Regions from separate parts of the Sus scrofa genome. Here regions 1, 2, 3 and 5 are each linked to region 4. Evidence: chromatin contacts called from public Hi-C, HiChIP or PLAC-seq and promoter capture Hi-C data. All regions are on one chromosome and are shown on one strand. The core of a region is the stretch at or near the end of the contact, and the rest is flanking DNA. Distances in the headings are between cores, read along the strand shown. Region 1 overlaps CDKL1 (cyclin-dependent kinase-like 1). Region 2 holds the start of L2HGDH (L-2-hydroxyglutarate dehydrogenase, mitochondrial). Region 3 overlaps CDKL1 (cyclin-dependent kinase-like 1). Region 4 holds the start of ATL1 (atlastin-1). Region 5 holds the start of CDKL1 (cyclin-dependent kinase-like 1).

What was found. Promoter capture Hi-C pulls out the DNA fragments that hold promoters and counts their contacts. A called contact is a pair of places that touch in the nucleus more often than the background predicts. HiChIP or PLAC-seq counts read pairs in DNA pulled down with a chosen protein or histone mark.
Region 1: a contact with region 4 is called in a Hi-C map of fetal liver, with 2.1 times the contacts expected there. The contact joins the enhancer-like site here to the promoter of ATL1 in region 4. A contact is called at or near these places in 1 of 5 promoter capture datasets (fetal liver), 2 of 47 Hi-C or Micro-C datasets (fetal liver and retroperitoneal adipose tissue) and 2 of 2 datasets of contacts at active chromatin or transcription factors (alveolar macrophages and skeletal muscle).
Region 2: a contact with region 4 is called in a Hi-C map of brain, with 15 times the contacts expected there. The contact joins the promoter of L2HGDH here to the promoter of ATL1 in region 4. A contact is called at or near these places in 1 of 5 promoter capture datasets (fetal liver), 19 of 47 Hi-C or Micro-C datasets (alveolar macrophages, blood, brain and 10 more) and 2 of 2 datasets of contacts at active chromatin or transcription factors (alveolar macrophages and skeletal muscle).
Region 3: a contact with region 4 is called in an H3K27ac HiChIP or PLAC-seq map of skeletal muscle. The contact joins the enhancer-like site here to the promoter of ATL1 in region 4. A contact is called at or near these places in 1 of 5 promoter capture datasets (liver), 13 of 47 Hi-C or Micro-C datasets (embryonic fibroblasts, fetal liver, fetal skeletal muscle and 7 more) and 1 of 2 datasets of contacts at active chromatin or transcription factors (skeletal muscle).
Region 5: a contact with region 4 is called in a promoter capture Hi-C map of fetal liver, with 4 times the contacts expected there. The contact joins the promoter of CDKL1 here to the promoter of ATL1 in region 4. A contact is called at or near these places in 2 of 5 promoter capture datasets (fetal liver and liver), 2 of 47 Hi-C or Micro-C datasets (fetal liver and fibroblasts) and 1 of 2 datasets of contacts at active chromatin or transcription factors (skeletal muscle).

Annotation. Positions count from the first base shown.
Region 1 is chr1:180,113,974-180,117,526 of Sscrofa11.1, forward strand. All of the region lies in intron 2 of CDKL1 (cyclin-dependent kinase-like 1), which reads right to left. Among named protein-coding and RNA genes, the nearest start is that of CDKL1, 30 kb to the right of the region's middle. Within about 2 kb of position 1,373, at least 2 of the 83 cell types and tissues checked have an H3K27ac peak or open chromatin away from gene starts, as enhancers often do. A contact at or near this core is called in fetal liver, where this site is marked.
Region 2 is chr1:180,067,768-180,071,539 of Sscrofa11.1, forward strand. It overlaps L2HGDH (L-2-hydroxyglutarate dehydrogenase, mitochondrial), which reads right to left and starts at 1,401. Exons shown (of 10, transcript XM_001926818.5): 1 at 1,159-1,401. The coding sequence starts at 1,298. ATP5S (ATP synthase subunit s, mitochondrial) reads left to right here and starts at 1,390. Exons shown (of 5, transcript XM_013993389.2): 1 at 1,390-1,540. The coding sequence starts at 1,405.
Region 3 is chr1:180,094,260-180,098,231 of Sscrofa11.1, forward strand. CDKL1 (cyclin-dependent kinase-like 1) reads right to left here. Exons shown (of 10, transcript XM_021101475.1): 4 at 3,531-3,603; 5 at 1,137-1,227. Among named protein-coding and RNA genes, the nearest start is that of L2HGDH, 27 kb to the left of the region's middle. Within about 2 kb of position 1,727, at least 37 of the 83 cell types and tissues checked have an H3K27ac peak or open chromatin away from gene starts, as enhancers often do. A contact at or near this core is called in embryonic fibroblasts, fetal liver, fetal skeletal muscle and 5 more, where this site is marked.
Region 4 is chr1:180,298,121-180,301,799 of Sscrofa11.1, forward strand. ATL1 (atlastin-1) reads left to right here and starts at 1,314. Exons shown (of 15, transcript XM_021101558.1): 1 at 1,314-1,547. MAP4K5 (mitogen-activated protein kinase kinase kinase kinase 5) reads right to left here and starts at 1,371. Exons shown (of 33, transcript XM_021101533.1): 1 at 1,084-1,371; 2 at 657-873. The coding sequence starts at 764.
Region 5 is chr1:180,143,929-180,147,754 of Sscrofa11.1, forward strand. CDKL1 (cyclin-dependent kinase-like 1) reads right to left here and starts at 1,923. Exons shown (of 10, transcript XM_021101475.1): 1 at 1,837-1,923; 2 at 544-829. The coding sequence starts at 711. It overlaps LOC110262144 (a long non-coding RNA gene), which reads left to right and starts at 1,085. Exons shown (of 4, transcript XR_002346745.1): 1 at 1,085-1,173; 2 at 1,880-2,229.

The DNA.
Region 1 (3,553 bases), core at 123-2,622, 180 kb before region 4:
CTCCCCCCACCCCTGCCACAGTTTCCCCTATGCTAACCGTAGTTTTTGTTTATTTTCTATTTATTTATTTTTTTTGTCTTTTTGTCTTTTTAGGGCTGCACCTGCAGCACATGGAGGTTCCTAGGCCAGAGATCTAATTGGAGCTCTAGCCGCCAGCCATAGACACAGCCACAGCAACAGCAACACCAGATCCAAGCCTTGTCTGTGACCTATACCATAGCTCACAGCAATGCCTGATCCTTGACCTGCTGAGCAAGGCCAGGGATCAAACCTGCAACCTCATGGTTCCTAGTAGGATTCGTTTCCACTGTGCCACAATGGAAACTCCTAACTGTAAGTTTTGTTTTGAAAATTGTGTTTATCTTTTATAAATAAGTTATTTTGTATCATTTTTATTAGACTCCATACATAAGTGATATCATATGATATTTGTCTTTCTCTAACTTCACTTAGCATGATAATCTCTAGGTCTATCCATGTTGTTGCAAACAGCATTATTTCATTCTTTTTTATATATATATGCAGCACATCTTTTTTCATTCTTTTTTATATATATATGCAGCACATCTTTTTTTTTTTTTTTTTTTTTGTCTTTTTGCTATTTCTTTGGGCCGCTCCCGCGGCATGTGGAGGTTCCCAGGCTAGGGGTTGAATCGGAGCTGTAGCCACTGGCCTACGCCAGAGCCACAGCAACGCGGGATCCGAGCCGCGTCTGCAACCTACACCACAGCTCACGGCAATGCCAGATCGTTAACCCACTGAGCAAGGGCAGGGACCGAACCTGCAACCTCATGGTAGAAGGTGGCAGCTTTCCTGGCAGAGGCCTGGATCTGAGCCAGGAGGGAACTCAGGTCACTGAAGGAACTTCGAGAGAGTGTGGTTTAATGGTCAAGCACATGGACCCAGTGTCAGTGAGACAGTCAGAAGGCAGGTTCTACAGGGCCTTGCAGAACATGCTAAGAAATTTACACTTTATCCTAAGTGCAATGGGAAGCTACTGGGAGGAAATTTAAAAGATGTGATACCGGACCATTCAGATTTTTAAAAGCTCATGTGGGTGGCAGGATACAGAATGGCTCAGAGGAGGCAATATGATGAGAGGAGACCAATGAAGAGTCTGTTGATGGCCGAAAGCTTGGACCAGAGTAGAGGCAGGATATGGGGAGAAAGACGCTGTTCAGAGATAGACTCTGTTATTAGAATAATGAGAATATGCTGATGGACCGGACATGAAGGATGTAGGAGAGGGGTGTGTTGAGAATGATCAAAGGTTTGCAAAATGGGTGGATAGTGGTACTATCACTGAGGGGAGGGGCAGGTTTTAGAGGGAAGGAACTACTGTTTTGGCATCATGGGTTGACAGGGACTCTGAGATACCCAAGTGGAGGCAGCAGTTTGGCCAGAGTGTGAGCTGAAGATAAAAGCTGGGGAGCTGGCATGAGTATAAGTGAAGCCATGCATAGAAGGGGTTGGCCAGATGAGTGAGTGAGAAAGAAGAGTCCCGAGGAACCCCAGCTCCCTGATATGCAGTAGATGAGGAGGAAGCAGAGAAAGGGAAAGGGAAGAAGGTGCCCAAGGCGGGGGCGGATGACACTATGGAGACATTGCAGAAGGAGGAAGTGGTGACCGTGCTGCTGAAAATTCAAGTGGCCAGAAGACTGAGAAGGGCCTGAAGGCAGGAGCTTCCTAAAGGGGGATCGTGAGACCTGGGTGGAAGCAGTGTCGGTGCAATGGGTGAGAGCAGGAGCCAGGTGGTGTGGACGTAGCATTCCAATCCACCTTACCCCTCTCTCCTGACTTCAGAGGCAGAACTCCGAGGGAACCTATGGTCCTGAAACCAGTTTGCAACTAGTAGCCTGGAAGTCTACATCATGGCTCCAATATGGAGACTCTTGGTCAGGAAAGTTTGGGTGTTTCTACCTCAATCCTGAATGGGCTCTTTTATTGGCATTGGGAGGAATTAGATGAGAAGAGCCAAGCAACATGACAGATAAACTGTTCACAGGTGTACTCAACATGTTTGTTATACAGACAAGTAGTCTTGATAGAATAGACTAAATTGCCATATATACTACAAAGATGTATTTCAGAGCTCTTTTCATTATAATTCCTTTCTGTTTATGGGTATGTGAAGCCAAAGCTTCCAGCCCTGGTCTTTTAAAAAAATTTTTCTGGCCATGCTAGTGGCATATGGAGGTTTCCAGGCCAGGGATGGAACCACACCAAAGCAGCGACCCAAGCCGCTGCATTGACAATGCCAGATCCATAACCTACTGCTCCACAAGGGAACTCCATCAGGCCTGGTCTTATTCCTCAGCATTCTGACCAGTGCTGGCCCAATCTTGGATCTCAGTGCCTCTTCCCAGGCCAGTCACCATCCTTCAGTTATTCTATATCTAGAAGCCTGGGCTGGCTCAGACTCAGATTTAGTTTCTCTTATATAACATTCCTGACTTTGCTGCTGCTATTTTATTTTGGTCTCCTTTTTATTTTCTGTGTTTTGAATATGGTTATTTCCTATCATGCTGCAAAGTAAAGCGTTTTCTCTGATATTAAAAAAAGAACTCTGTCTTTACCTGATGAATTTAACCTGAGTTCTACTCGGTCCATCCCCCTCACCACCACCACCCACACAACTGAGATGGTACATACGCTTCACAAGCAGCTTCCTCCACATTGTCATCAAGCCTTCCTCACTGCCCACCTCTCCACTGTGATAAGCTCAGGCCTCAACATCCTCTAGGGTCAAGTGTTTCACCTTAGCATTTTGAAGAATTTTGACCTATGTGCCAACATTTCAGATCAGAAAACGTTACTTTAAAACCCGATTACTGGAGTTCCTGCAGTGGCTCAGTGGGTTAAGAAGCTGACTGCAGCAGCTTGAGTCACTGCAGAGGCTCTGGTTTGATTCCTAGCCAGCTCAGTGGGTTAAAGGATCTGGGGTCGACATAGCCGTAGCACAGGTCACAACTGTGGGTCAGATTCAATCCCTGGCCCAGGACCCTCCATATGCTTCGGGTGTGACCAGAAGAAACAAAACAAAACAAAACCCTGTTACCGAGTCTTCAAGTTCTCTCAAAGATGATGCCGCTCTAGCAATACTGGGCCTGTGATCTCCGTGGCACTGGTGAGCTGAGGTTGAGAAGCAGCTGTCCACTCTAGATAAGGCCTGAATACTTGAGTTCATCACAGTTCCCACCACACCCGACCACTCCCTGACACTAACGCCAAGTGAAAGTGGCCCTTTACCATCATTCTTTCACTATTTTAAAATTTTTATTTATTTTTATCGAAGTATAGCTGATTTACGAAATTGTGTTAACTTTTTTCTACAGCAAAGTGATTCAGTTACACACACACACACATTCTTTCTTTCTTTCTTTTTTTTTTTTTAGGGCCTCAGGTGCAGCATATGGAAGTTCCCAGACTAGGGGGTCAAACGGGAGCTGCAGCTGCTGGTCTATGTCACAGCCACAACAATGCGGGATCTGAGCTGCATCTGCAACCTACACCACAGCTTATGGCAATGCCGGATCCTTAATCCACTAAGCAG
Region 2 (3,772 bases), core at 151-2,650, 230 kb before region 4:
GAAACACACACAAATACACAAATGAGTGCATTTAAATGATGAAATCTGAACAAGGTCTATGGATTGTACCAACGTCAATTTCCTAGTTTTGATACTGTATTACAGTTATGTAAGATGTTATTATTGGGGTAAATTGGGTGAAAAAGGCTACATGAGTACTCTCTGCTCTTTTTAAACTTCCTATGGATCTTTAATTACCTCAAAATAAAAAGTATAAATGAAACTTCACTCACCTTACTTTTCTTCTCTTAAGAAAAAGTTCCTAAAAGAACTGTCTACATACCCACACGATGAATCACTAAATCCTATTCCACTCTAACCCCTCTCCAATCTACTAATACATAGCAGCCAGAGTCAACTTTTGAAACATCAACATTTAATCACTTCTTAGAAATCCTCTAAAAGACTCCTAGCGGTCTTAGAACAAGGTTTCATACATAGTTAACACAAAAACCCTGCTGTGGTGCAGCCCCTCTCCACACGGTCTCTGTTCCTCTAAGCTCCAGTCACACTGATCTTGCTCACATTCTAGTTCTCTCAACAACCAAGAACTTTCCAGCTTTGAAACCTTCGCATAAACCATTCCCTCTACAGATAGCAGAGAAAGTCTCCAAACTTCGAATCACAGGATGCTGAATTCTGCAGGGTTTGCCTAGCAACTAACTGAGCTGCTTCTCACAGGGGCAACTCTATGCAGCATGTGTGTGCCAAGAACTGATTTAAGACCGGTTTCAGACCTTCCAAGTAAAACCATGGAGGCCAGCGAATAAACAGCCTATTTGATTGTTTACAGTGTGCTAGGTCCTTTAATCCCGCAAACGACCACCTACGCAATAGACTAGGATCCTATTCACAGCTGAGCCTTTAAGGAGCTTAAGTAACCCTCCCAGAGTGGACTAGGAGGTGGTGGATTTGTATTCAAAGCCTCAAGTATTCTTGACCTCTACTCAACACTGCCTTTCTTACTCTTTTCCTCACAGACACTACGAACGATTCCAGCAGGTAGCTCCTGGGATCAGAGGTTGGAGCCCGGGCTGCACAAGATCTCGACCTTCTCTCGCGCCTAGGACAGGGAAACAGAGCAAGGGCAGAGGTCCAGCACCAGGCACTTCTGAGAGAAGCAGCGCAAGCGGCGGGGGCGGGCCAGCGGCTACTCACCTGGTGCTGGCTCTGCGGCCACCTTGGCACAACAGCCAGAGGTTCCCTGGCGCGGGCGCGCCAGCAGCGAGGAAGCCTCCGGAGAAAGCCCCGCGGGCACGTCCGTAGACGCTGCCCAGGTAACGCAGCGCCGGCACCATCACCGGTGCCCCACTCCTACCCTGCCTCAAGCCCCAGAAGCGGCCCTGGATCCCAGCACTGCCCAAGTCCCAGTGCTGTCTAGCCCCGCCTCTTGCGCAGGGGCCAATGAGAGGCGCGCCTTTGCCTCACGTGGGAGCCGCCATTAATGGCCAATGGGCGCGCGCGGCAAAGGGCGAAGGGCAGGCCGGCGCTACCGTAGACGCCAGGGACGCTCACTCGCTCCCTCCCTCCCTTCGACGCTGTGAGTAAGGAGCTAGTCCCCGAGCGGGGCGGGACTAGGGGGTGGTTACGCTCTGCCTTTTCCCTTCTGCCCTAGCTGGGCAGACTGAAAATCTGGCGTGCCGACTCTCGCGTCCTCGACTTCGCTGCCGAGTGGACTCGGGGCCGCGAGAGAAAGTCGGGGGATGATTATGGAAAAAATTTTGGTTTGGGCAGGCCCAACAACCTCCCTTTTCTAGGCCCCGCCTTCTCAACCTCCCTCTGTCTGCGACTCTCGAAGCCCAGCCCCGCGTCACTCAAGGCCCCGCCCCGCACCGGAGGCCCCACCCCCTCTCAACCCCTCTCCACGTCACTCAAGGCCCTTTGCTGGGCACCGCAGTCTCCCACCCACGTAGGGGCGCTCGCTGCCCCGCCCTAGCTTCATTCGAACCGAGGGTCTGTCATGGCAACGCCTGTTAGCCTGCAGTTTCCTGGACTTCTATATATGGGCCTCCTAGCGCGTCATTCTTTCAGTCATTTATTGGTCCTTTAAATATTAAGAGGCTTGGTGAACCAGAGGGCTTGGTCTCTATAATTATTTAGCAATCTGTTTCCTTTTCTTAAATCCTGGACCGAGATACAGTTTTAAATATGCTGTGCGGGGCTAAGAATAGCGACTCACCTGTGCAGGTCACTTCAGATCTGTTTATCTGTAAAATGAAGGAAGTGGACTATGTGATCTTTGAAAGACCTTTGTAAAACTACGTGATTCTGTATCGCTATGCCTGTTTATCGCTATGCTCCCTATGCTTGATGGAAGTTTTTAATCTTTAGGGTCAGGACAGCTGAAGGGAACGAAAATAGAATGATGTAGCCTTATTGCTGGAAGGGCTTGATACCTCTCTGAATTTGGCTCCACTTATTAATCAGGTAGCTTGGGGAAGTCATTTCACCTCTTCGCCTCAGAACCTCCTCTGTGAACTAGGAGTTCTCCCTCATAGGGCTTTTTTTGCAGATTATATGATATAAGGCTTATCAGATGTTTAGCACAGAAAAGTGTTCAATAAAATGATGGCTTTTGTTATGTTTAAATGGTTTTATCACCTGGACAGTTGTACATATTTTCTTTATTTGTGAAGACATTGTGGAATGTTACCTGCTCGTTCATCACAAATGAAAAAAAAAGAAATAGTTTTTAGTTCGATTTTTCATTTTGAGCTAATTGTAGATTCCCATGTAGTTGTAAGAAACAGTCAAGTGATAACATCTTCTAAAATGATCATACAATATCACAACCAGGAAAATGACATCGACACAGGCCATGGATCTTATTCAGGTACCCCTCGTTTTACATGTATGTATGTAGTTCTGAATACTTCTATGGCATATGTATGTAGATTCTTGTATCCACAAGTCAAGCTGTAGCACAGTGCCATCACCACCAGGATCCCTCTGCTGGCGGGACACCCTCTTCCCCTTTCTCTTCTCCCTCTAAAGTTTTGTTATGTCAGGAATGTTATAATAAATGGAATTATATAGTATGTAATTTTCTGGAATTGGCTTTTTCACTCGGTGTAATCCCTTGAGTTCCATCCAAATTGTTGCATGTATTGATAGTTTATTCTTTATTACTGAGTAGTAGTTCATGGTATGGACATAACACAGCATGTTTAACCATTCACCCATTGAAGCTCTTTTTCAGTTCACCCATTGAAGCTCACCACATGTGAGCTCTTTCTAGTTTTTAGCTATTTCGAATAAAGCTGCTGTGAAAATTAGTGTACAGCTTTTTCTGTGAGCCTGTTTTTTGTATCTCTGGGATAAATGCCCAAGAGTCTAATTACTGGGTCATATGATGAGCACATGTTTAGTTTTGTGAGAAACTGCCAAACTTTTCCAAAGCGGCTGTACCATTTTACATTTCCAGCAGCAATATTGAGTAATCCAGTTTCTCCTCAGTGTCACCAGCTTTCAGTACTTTCACTATTTTTAATTTTAACCATTGCACAGGATGTAGTTGATTTTGAAGTATACAATTTGAGGGTCTGTGGTCAGGCTTTCATGGGTCACCCCACAGTAGTGACTTTATTACTCTGTGATTTTTAGCATGTGCTTCATAGATTAGCAAAGTGAAATAATTCAAAATACGTATGTTCTTTTTATAAAATTTTCTCTGCTTACCTCTCCCCTAGGTTTGACTGTACATTAATTTGTTTTATTTAGATAACTCAAATCACAAGCTCACCTTATATTCATTCACCCTGTAATGTCTTTG
Region 3 (3,972 bases), core at 477-2,976, 200 kb before region 4:
GTTTACAATACTGGGTACGCATTAAAATCCCTTAGAATACAGTATTTTTAAAAATCACTGATACTAGGAGTTCCTGTTGTGGCGCAGCAGAAACAAATCCAACTAGGAACCATGAGGTTGCGGGTTTGATCCCTGGCCTTGCTCAGTGGGTTAAGGATCCAGCGTTGCCGTGAGCTGTGGTGTAGGTCACAGACACAGCTCGGATCTGGTGTTACTACGGCTGTGGCATAGGCCAGCAGCTGTAGCTCCGATTAGACCCGTAGCCTGGGAACCTCCATATGCTGCAGGTGTGGCCCTCAAAAGGAAAAAAAAAAAAAAAAAAAATCACTGATGTTAGAGCTCCACCCCAGTCCAATTAAACCAGAACTCCTGGAGGGGTACCAGTATAGTTTTTATAGTTTCCCAGATGATTCTAATCTGTAGCCAAAGTTGAAAACTATTCTTCTAAAATAGAACTTCTGGACTCCCTTGGTGGCACAGCAGTTCAAAAATCAGGCATTGTCACTGCTGTGGCTTGGGCTACAGCTGTGGCGTAGTTTTGATCCCTGGCCTGGGAACTTCTGCAAGTCGGGGGAGCAGCCAAAAAAAAAAAAAAATACTTCTAAAAAGTACTGTTTTAGCAAAAAAAAGGTAAAAAACAGGAGGGAAATGCACTTTTTAATAAGCACTTTACAGTGGTAAAATTTACATACAATATACATTTTTAAACCACTATATGTCTACGTATTTTCAATAACTGCAGAATCATATACATATATTTTTTGGCTTTTTTCGGCCCCCACCTGCAGCATATGGAAGTTCCCAGGCTGGGGTTGAATCGGAGCTACAGCTGCTGACCTACACCACAGCCACAGCAACTGTGGAATCCAAGCTGCATCTGTGACCTACACCACAGCTCATAGCAATGTCGAATCCTTAACCCACTGAGTGAAGCCAGGGGTCGAACCTGCATTCTCATGGATAATAGTCCCATTTGTCAATGCTGAGCCACAACAGGAAGTCATGCAGAATTATAATTTATAGTAAGCTTATGCCCCAAGTATATAAGAACTAGTTTTCTATAGCATTTAAGTCCTTTATCACATAAGGAATCTTTCTGCCTCTGACATTTGCCTAAAGAATACTTCAATACTCACTCAAAAGCCGAGCAAATCCAAAGTCACAAAGCTTAATCACTGAATGTTTTGTGATGAGGATGTTTTCTGGCTTCACGTCTCTGTGTATGCACTAGTCATAAACATCAAACCAAAGCAGATTATAAAGGAACAACTATAATACATGAGATAAATAAAACATGAATATTTAATCAGATATTTGAGAAATCATCTGAATCTCAGTGGCCTTTTGGAAAACAGTCTACAAAACAGCAGCCTAAAATAAGCATCAAACCCATCACAGTATGAATCAGCCCAAATTCCTTAGGGCCCCAAAGGACCAACCAATGTGAAAGGAAAAATGAAAGTAGGGTAGCCAGATAAACAACAAACAATTTTTTTAATATAAGTCTGTCTAATATTTAATCTGGCTACTGTAGGTAACAGGGAAAATACTAAAAGGCTCTTGGTGAGGCCTGCATCATGGTTGCAAAAGCTGCAAGTCGGTGCATAAGCAGAATTCATGATCCAGTTGTTTAACTGAGAACAGAACACATTCCTCCTGGTAAACAGGACAAGCCCTGGGCCTGCAGAGATAAGCTGGGGAAAAGAAGGGGGAGGGAAGCAGGAGCTTGCCAAGAGACCTCCCTTCCAGCTCCGACATTCGTCCTCACAAGATAAACAAGGGTAGGCAGTGCTCACCCTCTGGGGAGTTGCTAGATGTCAGCTCCATCCCACATACATCAAGCTGGCTTACTGCCGCCTCCAGCCTGCCATAGTTTAGACACAAATCACCTGTGGTTTCCAAACCCCAGCTGACATTCTTCAACAGGATGGTGTTACAAGAATGCTTAAGAACTTCCACATGATTTTCTTATTAAATTACAAGGTTTTTTTGGCAAGGAACAAATCAACAACCTAATTAACAATTACATAAAAACAACCGTTGGATCAAAATACTGTTCAGGTTAATCTTCCCTTCCAACCGTCTTCCTCTCTGGAGAAGAATGCTGGATCTTTTTGCAATCTGAGAGACCCTCTTTGGCTTTTGGCTGAAACCCTGGGGTTATTCTTGACTTTCTAGAATCTGGACAGAGTACAGAGGTCCCTCTTGTGCCTGGCCTAGTTTTCACTCCAAAGGACCTTCCGGGTGACAGTTCAGTGTTAGTGTTTCCCCAAGAGTATTTTTTATTCTGGAAAAATGTGGGGAGACGATTTCAGAATTATTTTATTACTATCTATCTAGTTCTCAGCAAGTAATGGCCCTGAGAGCTCCACTTTTTTTTTAAAAAACCACTGGCTTCCTATATTACTATAAATGGATACACCCCTGAATATCATGACAGATGGCCAGAAGTACTTGTGAGCAAGAATGTGCTCCTATTCTGTTCTGGGAATTCTTGACAAGTTTCTAAACCCTCCCCACATGCACATGTGGCCAAACAGCTTCGGGGCTCTCCAGGGAACTGCAGTGTGCAGTTATATATATTTGTTCTTAGAGTCTGCTTTTCTCTACCAGGGTCTTTCTATGGCTCTCTTGCTCCCTCATCCTAAAACTTCGCTCTCAGGAAAGCTGCTAACCCTTACTTGCAGACAAGAGCAACACGTATAAGGTGTCCATGCTCCCTGGCATGTGTGCACTTGGATGAGGATGGTAGCTTTCAGTTAGGTGGCAGCTCAGTAGGAGCGGAGTCCTGGCTACTCTCAGGTTTTCTTCTTCTGGGAAAGCAGCTTTAGGGAAAAAAAAATCACTTAGGACAGCATAAGGAAGGGGATTCAGCACCACCTGTAAACTGCCCCTGGCAGTTGTTAGGATGACATACTGCAGTCAAATTGCCCTTGTGCCCAAAACGAAGCTCTGATACTGGAGTCTGGCTTCTGTGTGCAGGGAGTGGGCACTGTTGTACCGGGGAGAGCTGGAGGCTTCCCAGTATCTATGAAGCCGCACCACCTGGGCAAGGGGCTACCATGCCTCCCACCAGGCCTGGTATCAAAGAGGCTCCCACTGGTGGCTTTGTGGCAGATGTGGATCACCTATCTCACCAATGCAGACATGCGCATGTGTGTGTGACACTTGGGACTCCACCTACTGCAACTCAACAGGTGTGCATCACCCAGGGTCCCCTCCCCAGTTCCATAGTATCTGGACGGTATCAGATGAACACAGGCTCTGAGTGAATGGGATTCTGCCTTAAATCTGAACAATCTCTTATCAGTGCAAATATAACTACTGTCTTAAAATCATAAAAATACATCTTTAAAACCTAAACAGGAAGGAAACACTAGGTTGGCATTTTTGGCCTCCACTTATCCCAACCAGACTTAAGATTTGAGTGATTTTCTGTCCACAAAAGCATGATAAAAACTTTGTGCAAAGGCTCCACCTCAGCTGAAGGGCAGCCTTTTGATTTCTCAGAGGGAGATCATGAGACTTACATTGTGTTTATGGCAAAAATTTATAGCTTGCAATGTCTGCCAAGTTATGCTCTTCACGAGATGTTCTGGTACCCTAATAAAAAAAGAAGAAGAAGCAACAAAGACACATTCTTTAGTGTTGCCATGGAATTCAGCTCAATAATAGAAAGACGTAAACCAAGACAAGCCTAAATAGTGAAAAATCCTAGGTGAAGTGTACAGCCTTCTCACTCATGGGTCAGGCATCCCAGGAGTCCAAAGTGTAAAGAACGTGTGATCAGAACACTGCTGAATTCCAGGGACACAAGGTACCAACAGGTAGATCTACTTCTTCAGGGAGGGACCATGAAGACCCACAGGGATTTCAACAAGTACTTATGAACACCTACCTGGAACATCTGTGACACCACTGGGAACCTGCCTGGTAACCTGAGCTCCATTTCTACAAGGAGCTTTCTGTTGA
Region 4 (3,679 bases), core at 64-2,563:
CACAATTAAAAAGACAGCTGCTCTTAACTATTCTGGGTCATGGGATGTTATCAATCCCAGAGAGAGGAATTGCCAAAGAAGAATTAGAAAATCATCATCAGATACAAATGCCAAAACTTCTACCAGGAAAAGCATTGTTCTGCATAGGATAATGTTTGTGCACACATCACTTTGACCCAGCATTAGACTACTTACAGTTAAAATTGAGAGACTGGGGTTTCAAAGGACTTTTTAAAACAGCATCATCCATCAAAAAGTTTTTTGTGAAAATGTGAGAACGTCAATATATTTCCTTGTCTACTGTCTTCCAGGAAGCATTTTTTCCATGTTAAGACAAGAATATCCTCAAGCGCAACTCCATAAGCAGATTCGAACTTTCTTGGATACCATAAATAAGCATTAAAAAGCCTTTATACCACACACACGCACAAAAAAAGTACAACGGTGGTTCGCAAAGGTGTAGTTAGTTCTGCTTGTTGGAGCGATCAGTGCAAGCATGGATTAGAAGGCGCTCCGAATGGAGTAAATGGGACCCGGCCGCGGCATCTCCAAGATGCAACAACAAAAGCATCCTCCTTCCTTCTCACACTTCCTCAGAAAGTGGCCCTATTCCCGGGAGCCAGCGGACCGCAGGAAAAGAGCCTGGCCTGCCTCACCTTATAGACGTCCCCGTAGGTGCCGCTGCCGACCCTCTGAACGAGCTCGTAGTCTTGCTGCGGGTTCCGCCTCAGGATGTCCGCGGCAGGCCGCAGAGGGGCCTCCATCTTCGTTCAGGGCCCGGCCCCCGCCGGCTGTGCCCGCGGCGCCCCGATTCCCGCTAACGAGGACGAGCGGCGCCGCTTCCCAACATGGAGCCTCTGCCCGCAGCTCCGCCTGCACGAGGGACGAGCAGAGGCTGCAACCCCGAGCGGCCCAGTCCCGTCCTTTCCGCCCCAGCGGGAGCCGCTACCAGCGGGCCTGGAAGGGGTCCCCAGCGCCCCGCCGCTGCCGTGTTCCGGCCGCGGCCCTTCCCCCTCCCTGACCGCCCGCGAACTGTCGGGCCGGATTCTGCCCGCCCGCCGGGGCCCGGGGCCGGCTCGGTACCTGAGGGGGGCGGCCCCGCTCTTTGTTGAGCGCCGCGCCCAGGACCTACTTCCCCGCCGGCGCCTGCGTCTTGATTCCCGGCGCCCGCCGGCCCTCCAAGTCCAGCTGTGCTGCCGCCGCTGCCTTTCGCTGCACCGCACGTCCTCTCGCGGGCGGCGGAGGCGCGTACCGTCGCCGCCGCCGCCGCACCACGTTCCCCACCCGGGGCTGCGTCACCGGGAGACACGTTCCCGGCCAGCGTGGGTCGGCGCCCAGCGTCCCGCCCGAGCGCGCCGGCCGCGAGACCAGAGTGCCGCCCTGAGGCCTGCTCGGGACACGACACTCTCCCGGCCGGGCCGCCGCGCCCCCCTGGCCCGGAGCGTCCTTTCCTGAGCCGGGCTCTGCTCCCCACTCTGGGGGTCACGGACGCCCCCGGGCATTCTTGGGCTGACGCGCCTCCGCTAAACCGCTCCCAGCTTTGTCAGGTAAACCTGGAGGGTGGCGGGTAGAGTAGTAGGGTGGGCACGAGGGCGATGGGAACGCAGCCCTCCCAGTTGAGAAAATGGTTCGTTGAGGGCACTGAGCCAGAAGTAATCTGGCAATGGGGCGCCCGGGAGGGAGGTGGGGGAGTGCCAGATTAACTAAGTCGCGGCACACCCAACTGCACCTTCCTGTTTTGCAAACCATTCCCAGTGGTACCAGTTTGAGGCTGCACTGCACACCTGCGCAACCTGTCTTCCACTAAGTTTTCCCAAGACATTTCCGAAAGTCGGAATTCCTAGGAAGTCTATGTGGTTCTTATCCCTGTTGGGCACACGCAGTGTCTCAGCGCAGGTATTGTTCCTTTAATTGGGTCGGGAGTTCTGCAGCAGCTGAAAATCAGGGACCACAACCTGGTTCTGACTCTACCACTTACTCAGTATGTGATCTGGGACAAAAAAGACATCCTATTTGGCAATATCTCCACATCCTTATCTGCAGCTTGAAGAGGGTAGGGTTTTGCATCCGACACCTGAGAAAGTGTTTATAAGGCATTTTACAAGATTGTAAAGGGCGTTATCAAATATAAAAGGCTTTTTAACATACTTCACAATGCACAGAATATGAAACAGGAGTTTAGGGAAGTAATTTGGCTGAATATTTCACAAGCTGTTTTGTAGTTTCACTTCCAGTCTTGTTCCAAGGTAGAAATAAGGTTGCCAGATTGATTTTGTTTGTAGAGCCCAATGAAGGTTTTGAACAAAAAAATTCAGCTAACACTTGACCAATCCATTTAGTGACTGAAAAATCACAAAAGAGCAAGTCACAGATGCTGGCCTGTAGCTTTGAACATCCAATTCATTCCATTCTCGGGCAATATATCCCTTATTGTTGATCATTGTAATCAGTTTGGTAATGTACAAATTAACTTCACACCTTAGCTGTACAGGGAATATATGTATTTTTTTGTGTTCCATGCACAAAGAGCACTTATTTAGGGAACATAAGTAAGCTCAGACTTACATGCTCTATGGACAAAGCCTATGTGTTTGCTGCATTGAAAAAATTGTTGAAGAACAGTTCCTTCTTTCAAAGCTTCTTGGCACTTGTTTTGGTGGGCAAATACTTTTGGCTTCAATGACTCAAAATCTTTTCAAATGTTCTATTGGTATCCTAGTACTTGTTTACTGTCATAGACTCTTTTTTTCCTCCTTTGACCATATAGGTATTGATCCTTTTTCTAGTCTGAAATTTACTTATTCTTATTTATATCTCCATTATTCCTCAGAGAATTTGAGGCAACATACAGAAAATGCATACTACAACATAAGATAAAAATAAGTAAATGAGGAAATAGGTATGATGTTAAAGAGAGAAAAATAGGATACCAGAACAGTGTAGCAAATTGGCCAAAGCAGAACATTTTACAGTGTTTTGAGGATCACAGTAAACCAGTTGATTGAGAGAGAGGCATATCTTTTCCTGATACTAAGACTTTAGAAAAACTTATTTCACAAGTCTTCATAAAGTGGAAAATGTGAATTCCCAATTTGAAACAAGGATACATGTCTTTCTGAAGCATGTTTTCCTTTAAGCATGTTATTCTCGAAACACAATTTTGGTATGAGTTAGGCCATAAAAAGTTTGAGGTCCTAGGCTTCAACAAGACCCGGGAGTGCAGATGTTTTATGTTGCCAGTAATTGCATATCCACATGCTTTGACCATCAGCCCACAGGTGGATAGCATGGAAAAAGTCGAGATTCTATGTGGTGGTTAAAAAATGTCAACCATAATTATTATTTTACTTATACCACAGTGCAAAGAAAAAAACAGTTGCTTTATACTAACTCCAAGAGAATCTTTAGAATTTTTAAATACTTGTTGAGTTAATTTTATCAAGATCAGTGAAGTCATGGTTTGTGTGTTAAATATTGTTGGTAAAGAAATTCAAATTCAGTTTCCATAAAATAAACATACAGTGCATAAATCTAATTTTACCTCCAAAACAATTAAGCACTTGGTTTCAGGGTTGAAGGTTACGTAACAATAAAAAAAGTACAGCTAACAGGAGTTTACATCGTGGCATATTGGGTTAAGAATTCCAGCTGCACCAGCTCAGGTCTCTATGGAGGTGCG
Region 5 (3,826 bases), core at 673-3,172, 150 kb before region 4:
TAAAGCCATCATTTCACTTCTTTGAGAAAAATCCTTCTTCTAGAGACAAGACATTATGATGCTCAACAGTAGATAAACTGAGGCATAAGGAAAATCTGTCCGCTTCCTAACAATCTGAAAACAGGTGCATGATGTATGCTTTTCATGGACTGAGAATACCCACAGAAGACAGCCTAGAAGTTTAAAAATCATGCATGCTGGCTGACTGGAGGTGTGGAAAATTCCAGTGCTATCAAAATTGATGGCTCTACAAGAACCAGATCTACAGGTGACATGGGGAAAAAAAGCTACTGGGAAGAAAAATAAACTATCCCATAGCCTCTCTGAAAGTGAATACCACCTTTCCCTGCACTTATGGCTCTGCTTTAATTCATTATATAATTTGTGACTCCTGCACAGACGTCCCATTTGTGTCATGGGGGACAAAAATCCATGAAGGAAGGAGGTGTAATGGCATCATAGGGCATTTATTTCATATAACATGACCCACTTTAATTTTTTTTTAAATTTTTTTTTAGTGTCTGAAAATTCAGAAGTCATTACCTTTAGCATGCGGATTTCTCGAAGGGCGATTTTCTTTATCACAGGGTCATCTTCGGATTCCAAAAACCTCTTGATGGCCACAATCTGACCCGTGTCTCTATTTCTGCATTTGAAAACAACTCCATAGGATCCTTCGCCTATTTTCCCAATTTTTTCATACTTCTCCATCACAGATAAATAAATCTTCTTAAAATGAATCTTCACATAGTTTGACAATGTCGCTGATAAAATATCAGCATGAAGCTTGCACTAGTGCCCCACTCAACGATGGGTCTTTGTCAAGGACCTAGAACAGAACAACAGCACTTACTAAAGAATTAAGAATTGACCCATTCCCTTAAAGCCTCTTCTCTCAGCCGTGGCCACTCGATCAAGGATGAGAGTTAGCGGCCTCCGGTAACCCAAAGTTTAATCGTCTGTTATATACCCTGCAAGTTAAAATGTAACCTGCCATCCCAAAACGAATCGAGTTGTAAGACAATCTATCTTTTTTAATGTTAAGTTTATCCGATCTAAGACACCTGAGCTGGCTGGAGGGCCAGGACCGCTAAGGGCTTCCCTGGTTCTAATATCGGGTCTCATTTCCCTTCGGCAAGAAGACACCTCCCTGCTCCCCGGGGGCGGGGCGGGGTAAGTAGGACGGGGCGCGGCGAGGACGGGCGGGACGGGGGAGAGCCCGGCAAGGCGCTCGCCCCGCGCCCAACAGCCCCGCACCTCCCGGGGCTGGTCCGGAGCCCAGCGAGGAGCCGGGCCGCGCGGTCCCTCCGCCTCCCGGGCCACCTCTTCCGCCCCGCCGCAACTGAGAAAAGCCCCCAGCGCCTCCCGGCTTCCCACCCGCGTCCCGGCCCGCGCCGCGCAGCCTCGAACGGCGCCACGTGGCGCCCGGGCTCGCGTCTCCCTCCTCGCCCGGGACTCACAGCGCCGCGGCTGCCGGGCCTGACCTCGCTCCCGCCTCGCAGACTCTCCCCCGGCTGGGTGGCCGCCGGCCCGCCCGCGATCCCTATGGGAACGGGCCTCCGCCCCGGGCTGGCCTGTGCGGGACCGCCGCGCCCCGGCTTCCCTCCCGGAGCGGCCACGATCTTGGCCACGGCGGAGGGCCCGCGTGGACGGCCCTTGCCGCGCTGGAGGAGCTGTTCTGAACGTGGGCAGGGGTCCCTGCTAGTTCCTCAGCCGGGGAGAGAAGGCCTTCAGATTGCAAACTCCAGCAGGTTGTGGAGAAAGCAGCTCTGGCAAAGTCGGCTGGGAAGACGCCTGCGCCAGGAGGCCCCCCCCCCCCCTCCCCGCGGCCTGTACCTCGCTGCGGTGTAACTGATTACTCGCCGGTATTCTCTACCAGACTGTAAACGCCTTGAAGGCAGTTTCTACCTCAATGCGGTAGCCGCCAGAAAGGAATGAATGGAAAAAAGGGAGAGAGGAAAAGAGGAAGAGGGCGGTAAGATGAGTAAAACTGGTTAAAGTCAGAAATTATCCCCCACTAGCTTGGGTGGAGGAGTGGGGGCAGAGGGGATATGGTCCTTGACCGCTGACTTGCACTGTAGCTGAGATTTATAATGTGAGAAATAGAGGCTTACGGAGCCTGCCCTGTTTTCTGTTCCACATTTCCATCCTTCTCCCAACTGGCTTCTACTTGTCAGGTCTGAGCACAATGGTGGAAAGTTAATGGACCTGGGGAAATCGTGAAATAAGGTAATTTGTCTCTGGGCAGATTGCCTCAAAACTTTATCTTCTGTCTTGTTACATATGCCTAGCACTGAGATGATGTTAGCCCTAGAAGCAATACCTGAGGAGGGAAAATTAGCATACCGCCTATGACACAAGTACCAGTCCTGTGCCAAGCAGAATACCACTAAATGTAAATCAAGATAGGGTTCAGGATGAAGGTGGAAGGAGAGAGATTGGTGGCTGCTTTGAAAATGGAGTGGCATATAGATGGGGTCCAGGGATGGGCTAAAGGTGGTCTGTGAACCTCCCAGAAATTGTTTCTAAACAGCAACCACTCATGTGTTTTCTGTTTTTATGCCTCTTCCAGATGTCATATAAATGGAAATATATATTATGTAGCCTTTTGAGGCTAAGCAGCTTTCATTCAATATAATGTATTGGAGATTCATCCACGTTGCTGCATTTATCAGCAGTTTGTTACTTTTTATTAGTGAGTAGTATTCCACTGTATGGATAAGCCATAGTTTGTTAACCCCAATTGAAGAACATTTGAGTTGTTTCCAGCTTTGGAGAGTATAAACTAAGCCACTCTAAACATTCATGCATGGTCTTTGGTTTGAACATATGTTTTTGTTTCTCTTGGGAAGATAATACTTAGGAGGAGTACTGCTGGGTCATATGTTAAGTATATGTTATTGTAAATGACTGCTAAAATGTTTTCCAAAGTAACTACCATTTTACATTCCTGCCCACAATGTTCCAATTACTCTGTGTCTTTGCCAGCAATTGGTATTCAGTTTTTTTTTTTTTTTTTTTTTTTTTTTTGTCTTTTTGCTATTTCTTGGGCTGCTCCCACGGCATATGGAGGTTCCCAGCCTAGGGGTCGAATCGGAGCTGTAGCTGCCAGCCTACGCCAGAGCCACAGCAACGCGGGATACGAGCCGAGTCTGCGACCTACACCACAGCTCACAGCAACACCTGATCGTTAACCCACTGAGCAAGGGCAGGGACCGAACCCACAACCTCATGGTTCCTAGTCGGATTTGTTAACCACTGCGCCACTACAGGAACTCCGGTATTCAGTTCTTTTGATTCAGCCGTTCTAATAAGTGGATGATGGTCACTTGTGATTTTAATTTGCATTTCCCTAATGACTAACATTGAGCAGTTTTTCAAATGCTAATTTGCCACCTGTATGTTTTCTCACTTATAGATTCTAGAAGGGTTTTTTAAGTTCCTTGTGGTTTTTTTTTTTTTTTTTGGACAATCATGTCATCTGCAAATAGAAGCAGTTTTTGTTTTTCGTAACTGGAATGCTTTTTCTTTGTTTTTCCTGCCTTATTGCACTTGGTATGTCCTCCAGTGTAGTAGCAAATAGAAGTGGTGAGAGCAGACATCCTTATTAGTGATTTTAGGAGGAAAACATTCAGTCTTGCACCATTAGGTATGATGCTAACTAGATTTCTTCGTAGAGGTCGTGGTAGGCAACCTCTGAGATGGCCCTTAATGATCCCTACCTCATGGTAGTCATGCCTTTGTATACTCCACTGCCATTCAGTGTAGGCTTGACCTAGTGACTTGCTTCTAAGGAATAAAGTATGTTTAACATAATGGAATATCA